2 separate regions of the Zea mays genome follow, and region 2 is linked to region 1. A link is a contact called in public Hi-C data. All regions are on one chromosome and are shown on one strand. Each heading gives the region's core, a stretch centred on a gene start, on an enhancer-like site or on the middle of the called end of the contact. The rest is flanking DNA. Distances are from core to core; before and after follow the strand shown.

Region 1 (5,409 bases), core at 590-3,089:
CTCACGGCTGTTTGCAGTCTTGAGATACAATTTAAGGGCTTTACCTTGCAACATGTGGACCAAGCCAAGAACGAGGAGGCCGACGCATTGGCCAAAGCAGCTGCCAGAGGCGAGGCCTTGCCCTCCGACGTGTTCTCCCAGGTCATCGGCACACCAGCCGTCCACAGTGTAGAGGGCCTACTGAAAGTCGCCTAGAGGGGGGTGAATATGGCGAATCTGAAATTTACAAACTTTAAGCACAACTACAAGACAGGGTTAGCGTTAGAAATATAAACGAGTCCGAAAGAGAGGGCGGAAACAAATCACAAGAAAATAAGGCGGATGACACGGTGATTTGTTTTACCGAGGTTCGGTTCTTGCAAACCTACTCCCCGTTGAGGTGGTCACAAAGACCAGGTCTCTTTCAACCCTTTCCCTCTCTCAAACGGTCACCTAGACCGAGTGAGCCTTTCTCTTCAATCAAATGGGACACTAAGTCCGCTACAAGGACCACCACAACTTGGTGTCTCTTGTTTTGATTACAAGTGAGTTGAACACAAGAAAGAATGAAGAAGAAAAGCAATCCAAGCGCAAGAGCTTAAAAGAACACAATTGTCTCTCTCACTAGTCACTATTTGATTGGAATGATCTTTGGACTTGGGAGAGGATTTGATCTCTTGTTTATGTCTTGTATTGAATGCTATAGCTCTTGTATGAGGTGTGAAGGCTGAAAACTTGGATGCAATGAATGGTGGGTGGTTGGGGGTATTTATAGACCCAACTACCAAAGGAGCCGTTGGTGGAGGCTGCTGTCGCATGGCGCACCGGACAGTCCAGTGCGCCACCGGACACTGTCCGGTGCGCCAGCCATGTCACTCGGCCGTTGGGTTCTGACCGTTGGAGCTTCTGACAGCTGGGCCACCGGACAGTCCGGTGGTGCACCGGAAAGTCACTTTTCACTATCTGGTGCGCCTTCTGGCTCTGCTCTGACTTCTACGCGCACTGTAGCGCATTAACTGCTCTCTGCATACAACCGTTGGCGTGAAGCAGCCGTTGCTCCGCTGGCACACCGGACAGTCTAGGGGTCGCCACTAACCCCTGACTCAACCGGGTGGCGCCACTGAGACCCCCCTATGGCGGAGCAGGTCACCGATGCACTCCGCCTGACGCCCCCAGACTTGGATTCCAAGTTTAATTGCCAGCGCACAACGCCCTGACCCTCCTGAACTCGAAAATCTACTATAGCCAATTGTCATGTCCAGCTCCCCGACCATAGCGAACCGCGGCAGACCGAAATCGGAGTGGCACCGATGAGCAATTCCTGTCCCATCGAGGAGTAACTTCCTCCCCCGCGTGACGCTACACCACAAGGATTAACTAGTGACATCAACGGAAGCGGTCGTACCCATGAATTTGTGGTGATGGAGTCGGTCCATAGCGCGGGGCTGAAACGCGGCGATGACGAACACCGGTGAGCGATTCCGATTGGGCCCTGTCCGCAGTCATGACTCCGATCCGTGCGTAGAGTACGAGAGGTCCCCTAGCTCCCCCAGCCCGGTCTTCGAGCACGAGCGTGACCCCCCAACCCTCACTCACCCTTTCTCTATCTTTTGGCGCACGTGGACGAGTCTGGCGAACAAGAGGAGGAGGAGGCGTCCGGCTCGGGATATATACTTGGGGCACAGGGATCGGTGGGTCCAAGTTGACGCTCGATGGATGCAAGGATAGGTGAGTGCTCCACCATGCGATCCCGGCGCGGCCGGCAGCAGACCCGATGTTTGTTACACGAGGAGCGTGCTGACAAGGTGGGCCCACCCGTCATCGCCTAACTAGGGTAGCGGAGAGCTGCGCCGGTGTGACCAGCTGATGGCGGCCCCACCTGCCATAGAGGGAGAGCGTAGTCGCATGCAAAGCCTTGCGCGCGCGGAGAATGGGCCAAGTGGGCCGGTTCCACGGTTTTGGCCCAAGCTGAGTTTTAGATGTTTTTTTCTTTTTCTTTTCCTTTTCCTGATTTCTTTTCTCTTTATTTTTAAATCCCAAATTTGAATTCAAATAGTGCTGTGAACTTGTACTCAAATTAAATGTACAAAATAAACATACTAGTATAGTAGGATTTTATTTATCTATATATTTTGTTTTATCTTGTATAATGTTTTTCCTTCTTTTCTCCTTCTATGTCATCTTCAATTTCCCAAGTTGTAAATTAGGTAAGAAATCCCAAATTGGATACTAATATACTGTTATTGTATTATTATTTTTATTATTTATAAGTGCACAATCAAATAAAGTCCAACATGATGCATAGATTAATTTAGGTGTCATTAGCCAATTAATCATTCTAAATATGGTTGTTCCCATGTTATAATAAATAGAGGCAAAACACATATGGAGGTATTACAAATTTGAACAAGTCAAATCAAAGTTAAGACACAAATGTTATGGATCAAACAAGTTTTAGAGCTATTTTGATTTAAAATGTCAACCTAGGGGCTGTTTTGTGAAGAACAAGGGCCTATATATAATTATAAAATCTTAAACCGAGGGCTTTCCTGAAACTTGGCTATGGTGGGACAGTGGATAGTATATTTAAAAAGTCCAGGGGTTGTTGTGTGAAAATAAGGACCTAACTATGATATAACATGTATGTACCGCAGGTTGATTACCAAAAACGGCAGCGGCTCTTTAGCAAAAGAGCATGGCTGAAGGGGTATTGGTCGATGGATCTTAAGTGGATGGTTCATATTAGACCTACCTTTAAATAAACCGATACACGATTAAGGCCATGGGATCCATGGTCTGCAGTCAAGATTAAAAGGTCCATTACTGAACCGGTACGCAATGACAGACGCCAGATCCGATTTGGATGGCCCAGATTTTATTATGGTCTAACACCATCCTAACCGCCCGATCCCAGATCTATGGTCCCGATCTGATCTCGCGAAAAGGTACGCTATGACCTAACCTCGACCGTCCATCGAGATCTTAATGGCCATAGCCCTATCACCCTGCCCTGGCTGGACATTGGTAGTGGAGCAGGGGCACCACGACGGTGCTTCACCGAGGAGCATGCCAACAAGTGCCCCAATGCCCCAAATATGAAATTTACTGAAGCTAAACCCCTAAGAGGACATGGCGAAGAGGTGGAGGCTGAAATCACCTTGGTTCACGGCGGTTAAGACCCGATCCACGGCACAAGGCGGTGCAGCAGCCAGCTGGGAGCTCCGGTGAGGAATCGGTCGCGCCTCCCGACGCCCCGGTGGCATGCAGCCCGCACAGACGAAACCCTGAGCGACTCAAGACTCTCACATGATTAATTGATGGAATTAAATTTAATATGTCGTTTGCATTGCATTGTGGGATTTATTATTAATTGTGATATCTTATTTAATTGGGTTGGTATCTACTTACACTAAGTAATTTTTAATAAAATTTTGACTAGCTTATTAAAAGCAATGCTCAGCCTTAACCATTTTCCTTGGTAAGCCTTATACTACACTTTTTTCCATACTTGTTGAGCGATGAACGTATGTGAGCTCACTCTTACTAAACTCACACCAGGTCAAGAACAGGTACTGCAAACGAGGAACATGAAGGATGTTTCAAAGAGTTCGGAGAGGTCTAAGCCATCGTCTCCCAGTCAACTATAATGGTGGAGGATTGTTGTCGTCATATGATGTAATCTATTTAGTTATTTTATATAGAACCCCTATTATATAATGAATATGTGATATTGATTTTTATACCATGAGTCATCATATGTGTGAGACTTGATCCTAGCACACGTTTGAGACGTGGCCGGGGTTGCCCTTAAATCCAGGTGTGACAGAAAAGTTCTCACTATAGGTGAAAACTTTATTTCCATTACGCTCCCTTTCGGGAGAAGCCATCTATAAACCCCCCTGCTTGAACTATAAAAGGAGGGGTCAATCTCGTTAGAAGAGGATAAAAAGGGGACAACCTCTTAGAAAACAACCACAAGCACAACACAATGCATAGAGATTTAGGATCTCTCCCTCTCTCTCGCTCGCTTGTAACCCCTACTACAAGCAATTAGGTGTTGATAGAGCAACCTAAGACTAGAGTAGGGACACTCCCCTCGAACTAGTATAATTCTTATGCCCATTGAGCACCATCTGGGCCTAAGACGTGCATACACAAATTTACTCGCTAGTGCTAGTTCGACACATCGACACTTGTGACCTTGGGTCACAGCCACATGGGGATCTTACCACTTGTCATCCGCCCATGACCTTTTCCCCACCTCGTGCCTTGGCTCTCAGCGATCGTTGGTAAGCCAAGGAACCTAGCTTTATATTGTGGGTGTGTGGCTACATGGACAACAGCCCCCGCTTTCCCTAGCCAACCAACTCGAAGCCTGAGTGGATTTGTGGATGAGTTTACCACCTTAAGAAGCAACCATGATGTTGTTAGTATTTTAGAAAAATGTATGTCTAAATGCCCTTCGCACATTCTTCGATGTTTAAGCCTTTTATGGTTAATGTCATTTGTTTAATTAATTTGTCTTTTACATTGGTAGGTTATGTACTTCATTTATCCGTTGAAATATGTATTAATGATATTAAAAGGTAACATTTTGATTCTTATTGGTTATTCTACAACGTTTTCCCTTGACATGCATGCCACCATTAGTTAGTCAAAACTTTAGATTATAAGTTTGCCCTAAATCATTTTTTGGATTGGATTCATTACTGTCTCTAATCATATGACTAGATCTTGGTATAGCTTGCGTGAGGAACTTAACAGTTAATCAACTATAGGAATCGATACATCCGGGGCAAAGAGAGTATTATCACAAAATTTGTTACACCTTGTGGATACTAAATAAGACCAATCATGAGGTTGTTGCATAACGCTTTTGTGGAGTTTTAATATTCATAGCCATTTAAAATTTAAACTCCTATGTAGTCTAGGTCAACATTTTAGGCCAAGGCATTGTTTGTTTGAGTTGTAGCTTTTCTAAAAATCTTTTGTTGGACTTTCCATGAGAAGCTAATGATAGTTTTTTGATGAGTTATTAGCTTTCTAAACTCGCAAAGCTACAAAAGCCCACAAAACCAAACGTTTTAACTTCCCATATAAACTCAACTTTTCTCAACCTTTTGCTTTCCATAAGCTAAACCAAAAATAAGTTGTTTGTTTCGGATTGTGACTTTTCACACCGAAAAGGTGCCCAAAAGCTCAAACAAACATGACTTAATTATATAAAAAGGCATCTATTAAATACACAGAAAGAAGAGTTTTACCTTATAAAGATCTTAAACTTGTTTCATATTCTATTCAGCTAAATTTTTTTGTGAAGAATAATTAAATTTGGGACTTTTAATTGCATACTTTTTTTCAAAAAATGGTTCAATTTTGAGAAGAAAGTGTTTTTATAACCTTTTCTATTAAGGGGGTGTTTGGTTTATA
Region 2 (5,478 bases), core at 19-2,518, 190 kb before region 1:
AAGGACATTGTGGAACCAACAACAAAATATTAAAAAAATTCGACAGCATGTCTCCTATTTTAGACATAATCTACAAGTCCACAAGTATATAACAGATAGTAGATAGTTGACATTAATTAACATAAAGGAAGAAGTGCAAATAAGAAAATACATTAGGGTAGGAGCATGCCCCTGGCTGGCTTGTGCTTGGAAGTGCAAATTAGAAGTGCAAATACATTAGAAGTGCAAATTCGACAACATGCCCCCTCGGCAGGCTTGCAGGTTGCAGACTTGCAGCCTTGCTCGAGCTAGGGGCTAGGGCCGTCCGTGGGCTTGCAGCTTGCCCTTGCACTGCTGCGTGAGGACTGAGGAATGTGGGTGCGCCTGTGGATGGGCCGCCTATCAAGCAGATTAACAGAAGCAGCAGAGAGTAGGCCCAATCCAGGTACCCGAATGGTACTCGTATCCTACTCGAGATTTTCGGGTACTGACCGGGTATTAGTGATTCCGTATCCTATCCGTATCCGAGGTTCAATATTCGGGTAGTACCCGTATCCGTCCCGACAAACATAAATACCCGTATCCGTATCCGAAATTTTGACTCGTTTTCGTACTCGTATCCGATACCCGTTCTGGGTACCCGTCCCGTTTTCATCTCTAGGGTCAGCCTGCGCATGACCGACACGGCCTCTGCGGACGGAGGCGGCCCTGCGCCGTGTCTAGGCGCCGGCGGACGAGCAGTCCAAGCGTTCCAGCGCTCGCTCGGTGCTGCCAGGCGGCAAACGCACATCGTGCAGCATAAGCATCCCGACCATGTAGGCGCTTGGACACGAGCTGGAGTGGGATATTTATAGACACGGAGGTCGGCGCCGAGATCCATGGCGTCGAGGTCGGCGCCGAGATCACGACGCCGAAGTGCTGCCACGTCAGATCCACGTAGGCGTCGACTCTTACATATACACGCTAAATTAATTGGCGCTGATACGTTGTAGCTCGGTATCAATATTGATGGCGCCGAGCTAAAGGTTCATTTTTGAAATGAAACTGAAAATACGTATTTGTGAAAATAAAACCAAAAAGGCTAAAATGAAAAAAAAGGGAATCATCAGGTACCTCTGGCTTCTCAGCCACAGCGCAGAGCGGCTCGATCAAGGCCCAATCGTGCTTCTAGTAAGCCCACAAAATTTCGGCCCGCTCGAGCTCGGACCAACCCTATTCTTCCCGCCACACCGCCCTCTCCCTTCCCGCCCAAAGCCTCCTCTTTATTCCCTTCTTCCCGCCATCCCCCGAACACTTCGCCGCCCCCCTCCCGCCTCCCGCTGTTCTCTGCCTCCCACCCCCACGCCGCCGTCCCATCACCGCCGCTGGGATGAAGAACCCTGACTTCGCCGCAGACAAAGGTACGTGTTGCTGTGGCAACATCATCCGGAACCTCCTCGAACCGTTTCTTCGTTTGCTCGCGCAAGGTTCTAGAACGTTCTCTGACGGTGCGTTGGTTCTTTGTGTTTGATTTGTCTCTGCAGCGCTCGCCAAGGACTTCCTGTCCAATTTCACCGGCCCTCACGGCGAGCCCAAGTACCTGAACATCCTGGTACCCATGATCGGTTTATCTTCCCCGTGTTCTAGGCTTGCCCCTTCCAGATCGGTTTTTTTCTCTCTCTCTCTCTCGCAATTTCACGCTGATTTCTCTTTCTGCTTGCAGCAAGATGTCGCGAACAGGAAGATACGCGCGGTCCAGATCGAGCTGGACGACCTATTCCACGTACAAACTTCTCACCTCCACAGTGTTCAGTTCCTTTTAGTTTTTTCCCTTTTTCCCAACTTCGCGGGTACAAGATGTGGTTTTGGGTGTAAAATGTTGTTCCTGGTGTGCAGTATAAGGATGTCGACGAGGAGTTCTTGCAGCGTGTCACCGAGAACACGCGGCGCTACATCGGCATCTTCGCGGAGGCCATGGACGAGATCATGCCGGAGCCCACAGAGGCGTACACCGTCGACGAGGACCAGGACATCCTGATGACGCAGCGTGTGGATGAGGGGGCCGACGGCGGCGCGGACGGCACGGACCCGCTACAGAAAATGCCACCAGAGATCAAACGGTTCTTGTAAGTGGCTTTGTCCTAAATTTCTCTGGTGAATGGTGTCCTGTTTTCGGTAATTTGGTTAAAACAAAAGAGATTGGAAACGAGAGAGTATGACATTGCATGTTATGAAGATAAATCATATTACTGCTTGTACTGCATAATTAGATTAGATTTTTCTGCCTCTGATTTTTTTTCTGTAAATCGAAGCATTTCATCTGGTTTGATAGACCATGTCTGGAACATTACAACGGAATATAAAATTTCCTGCAAGCTTATAAGGATATTGAACTGTTATACTACCATATAATATTTCATCCGAATTAAACATTTGCACCTCAGATTTTTGCTAAGATTATTTCTCGAGCTACTTAATTCTGTGCCACAGCTCCAATAATTTTCCTGTCTATCCAATTATGTGCTCTGTTGATTTTAACTGATTTTTTGGGTGGGCATTTTAGTGAGGTTTACATCAAGGCATTCTCAAAGGTGACTCCACTCACCATTCGGCAAGTGAAGGCATCCAACATTGGTCAGCTTGTGAAAATATCTGGGATTGTTACTCGCTGCTCGGATGTGAAGCCCTTGATGCAGGTTGCTGTTTATACATGTGAAGAATGTGGCTTCGAGATATACCAGGTACTTGATCTCATTTTTAGGCTTACTTTTTAAGAATTTGGCTCTTCATATTGACATTGTGATAAATGATCATAGAGCAGCGTAGGACATGTGCTGAAATATCCGGTTAAATGTACTTCTTTCTATACTCAGCTGCATACCTAGATTTTTTCACCGGTCTATGTTCTATTTCAAACAAAACTTTTGTTTTAAATTTGGCAGGAAGTGACTGCTAGAGTGTTTATGCCCCTCATTGAATGTCCATCTCAACGATGCAAGCTGAACAAAGCGAAGGGAAATCTAATCCTTCAACTGCGTGCGTCAAAGTTTTTGAAATTTCAGGAGGTATTAACCTTTCTTCACAATCTGGTCAAGCAGGGCTTTCTTTCTTCATTTAAAGGACCAGCCAAAATTTCATCTTATTTTGGATTCCACTTTTATATAACTACACTTTCCTGCAGGTAAAGCTTCAAGAGTTAGCAGAGCACGTACCAAAGGGCCACATTCCTCGTGCTCTGACTGTTCATCTAAGAGGAGAGCTGACTAGAAAGGTAAAGCAAAATAGTAGCTTTCTTGTAATTTGAGCAGTTTTGCTTTGCAGTACAATAGCTTCTACTTTTCTGTTATCGCCATTTCTGTATCAAAGTACTCTACAGTTTAGGTTTGAAAGGAAGTTGCTTTTAGATTTGTGCTTTTGGTTTATTCAATTCACTATCTGAATGCTCTCATGAGAATTAAGAACTCACTAAAGGTATTCTGTAATATAACCAAGTACTAATGCTATCATGGGCAGGTTGCACCTGGAGATGTGGTTGAGATGTCGGGTATTTTTCTCCCTATGCCATACTACGGGTTTAGAGCGATGCGCGCAGGATTAGTTGCTGATACTTACTTGGAAGCAATGTCTGTCACCCACTTCAAGAAAAAATATGAGGAGTAAGTCATCTAGGTTTCATGCCGAGCAATCCATCTATCTTCTGCAACTGTCTGATAGTGATTGCAAAACTGTTTCAGGTATGATCTAAAAGGTGATGAACAAGAACAAATTGACCGATTGGCTGAGGACGGTGATATCTACAGTAAGCTGGCAAGGTCCTTGGCACCTGAAATATTTGGCCATGAAGATGTCAAAAAGGCACTGCTGTTACTACTTGTTGGTGCACCCCATCGGAAGCTCGCAGATGGCATGAAGGTACGTATGCTGCTAGGAATCAGTATGATGTCATTTCCATCCGAGGCTTTGTTCTCTCCAACAGTTTACATCTCAATATTGACTGAAATGTAAATGTACAGATCAGAGGAGACCTGCATATATGCATGATGGGAGATCCTGGTGTTGCAAAGAGTCAACTTCTGAAGCATATTATCAATGTTGCACCAAGAGGAGTGTACACCACTGGACGTGGGAGCAGTGGTGTTGGACTTACCGCTGCAGTCCAGAAAGATCCAGTAACAAATGAGTTTGTCCTCGAAGGTGGAGCACTGGTAAGACCAACACCCCCTTATGATGGCATCTTTTACTGTATTTCTCTTTTCTACTGAACTACAGGTGCAAACCTTTTGTACTCCAATCCTGACTATAGCTAACGAGAAAATATGTAGTTTTTCCATTTTAAAATCTGTCAACAGTTGAGATTTCGTACTTATATTACTGGTAAATCTTCAATTTCATCCTTGTTTCGAGTTGTTTCTTTAGCACTACAAACTGTGCTGGCACCCCCCAAGAGGGTTCATTTGGTCCAAATCATAGGCATCCAATCTTGCTAATAATTAATCTCATAGCACAAACTCTTGGGTTCCAGGTACTGGCAGATATGGGCATTTGTGCTATAGATGAGTTTGACAAGATGGAAGAGTCAGACAGGACAGCGATTCATGAGGTAATGGAGCAGCAAACAGTTAGCATTGCCAAGGCTGGCATCACCACCTCTCTTAATGCGAGAACTGCAATTCTGGCTGCTGCAAATCCAGCATGGTAAGGTTTGATATGAATATATTTAATTGCTAGGGTACAAAAAGAAATTTTCATTAGTTGACAATGGTAATCGCCTTTAACTATTTAGGGGAAGGTATGATATGAGGAGAACCCCAGCAGAAAATATAAATCTACCTCCAGCTCTTCTGTCTCGTTTCGACCTCCTTTGGTTAATCCTGGATCGTGCAGACATGGAAACTGATCTTGAAATGGCAAGACACGTTGTTCATGTGCATCAAAATCTTGAATCACCAGCGCTGGGGTTCACACCACTTGAGCCATCTGTACTCAGGCAAGGACACTATTCCTCGAGTAGCAGTGCTCATGTTCACTTATTTCAATTTCATAGTTGAATTGCTAATTGGAAGTTCCAGAAACTAAAAGCTGAAATACATCATTATCTTTGCATTATCTAATGCTTGCTAGTCTACAACCTTTATCTGTTCACAGAGCATACATATCTGCTGCTAGAAGAGTCATTCCTTCTGTTCCTAGAGAGCTCGAGGAATACATTGCAACTGCATATTCCAGCATCCGCCAAGAGGAGGCGAAGTCAAATGCACCAACCTCCTACACAACTATCAGAACACTTTTGAGCATACTCCGTATCTCTATTGTAAGTAACTTGACTGTTCTCCCTTCACAATACCATATGAAAATATCGCTTTAAACATGCCGCTGCTTGCCCATTTCAGGCCTTGGCAAGACTGAGGTTCTCAGAAACTGTGGCTCAGAGCGATGTCGACGAAGCACTGCGACTGATGCAAATGTCCAAGTACTCATTATACTCAGATGACCGCCAGCGGTCTGGCCTTGATGCAATAT

The links. Hi-C and Micro-C count contacts between places; a contact is called where the count stands out from the background.
Region 2: a contact with region 1 is called in a Hi-C map of tassel, with 1.7 times the contacts expected there. The contact joins the promoter of LOC542504 here to the enhancer-like site in region 1. A contact is called at or near these places in 3 of 25 Hi-C or Micro-C datasets (leaf and tassel).

What each region holds. Positions count from the first base shown.
Region 1 is chr1:150,383,196-150,388,604 of Zm-B73-REFERENCE-NAM-5.0, reverse strand. No RefSeq gene overlaps it. Among protein-coding and RNA genes, the nearest start is that of LOC100281677, 76 kb to the right of the region's middle. Within about 2 kb of position 1,839, at least 18 of the 20 cell types and tissues checked have an H3K27ac peak or open chromatin away from gene starts, as enhancers often do. A contact at or near this core is called in leaf and tassel, where this site is marked.
Region 2 is chr1:150,572,264-150,577,741 of Zm-B73-REFERENCE-NAM-5.0, reverse strand. It overlaps LOC542504 (replication licensing factor MCM7 homologue), which reads left to right and starts at 1,268. Exons shown (of 15, transcript NM_001112054.2): 1 at 1,268-1,379; 2 at 1,503-1,570; 3 at 1,682-1,741; 4 at 1,855-2,084; 5 at 2,522-2,699; 6 at 2,901-3,023; 7 at 3,140-3,229; 8 at 3,472-3,614; 9 at 3,693-3,870; 10 at 3,972-4,163; 11 at 4,481-4,653; 12 at 4,742-4,945; 13 at 5,104-5,269; 14 at 5,349-5,478. The coding sequence starts at 1,349.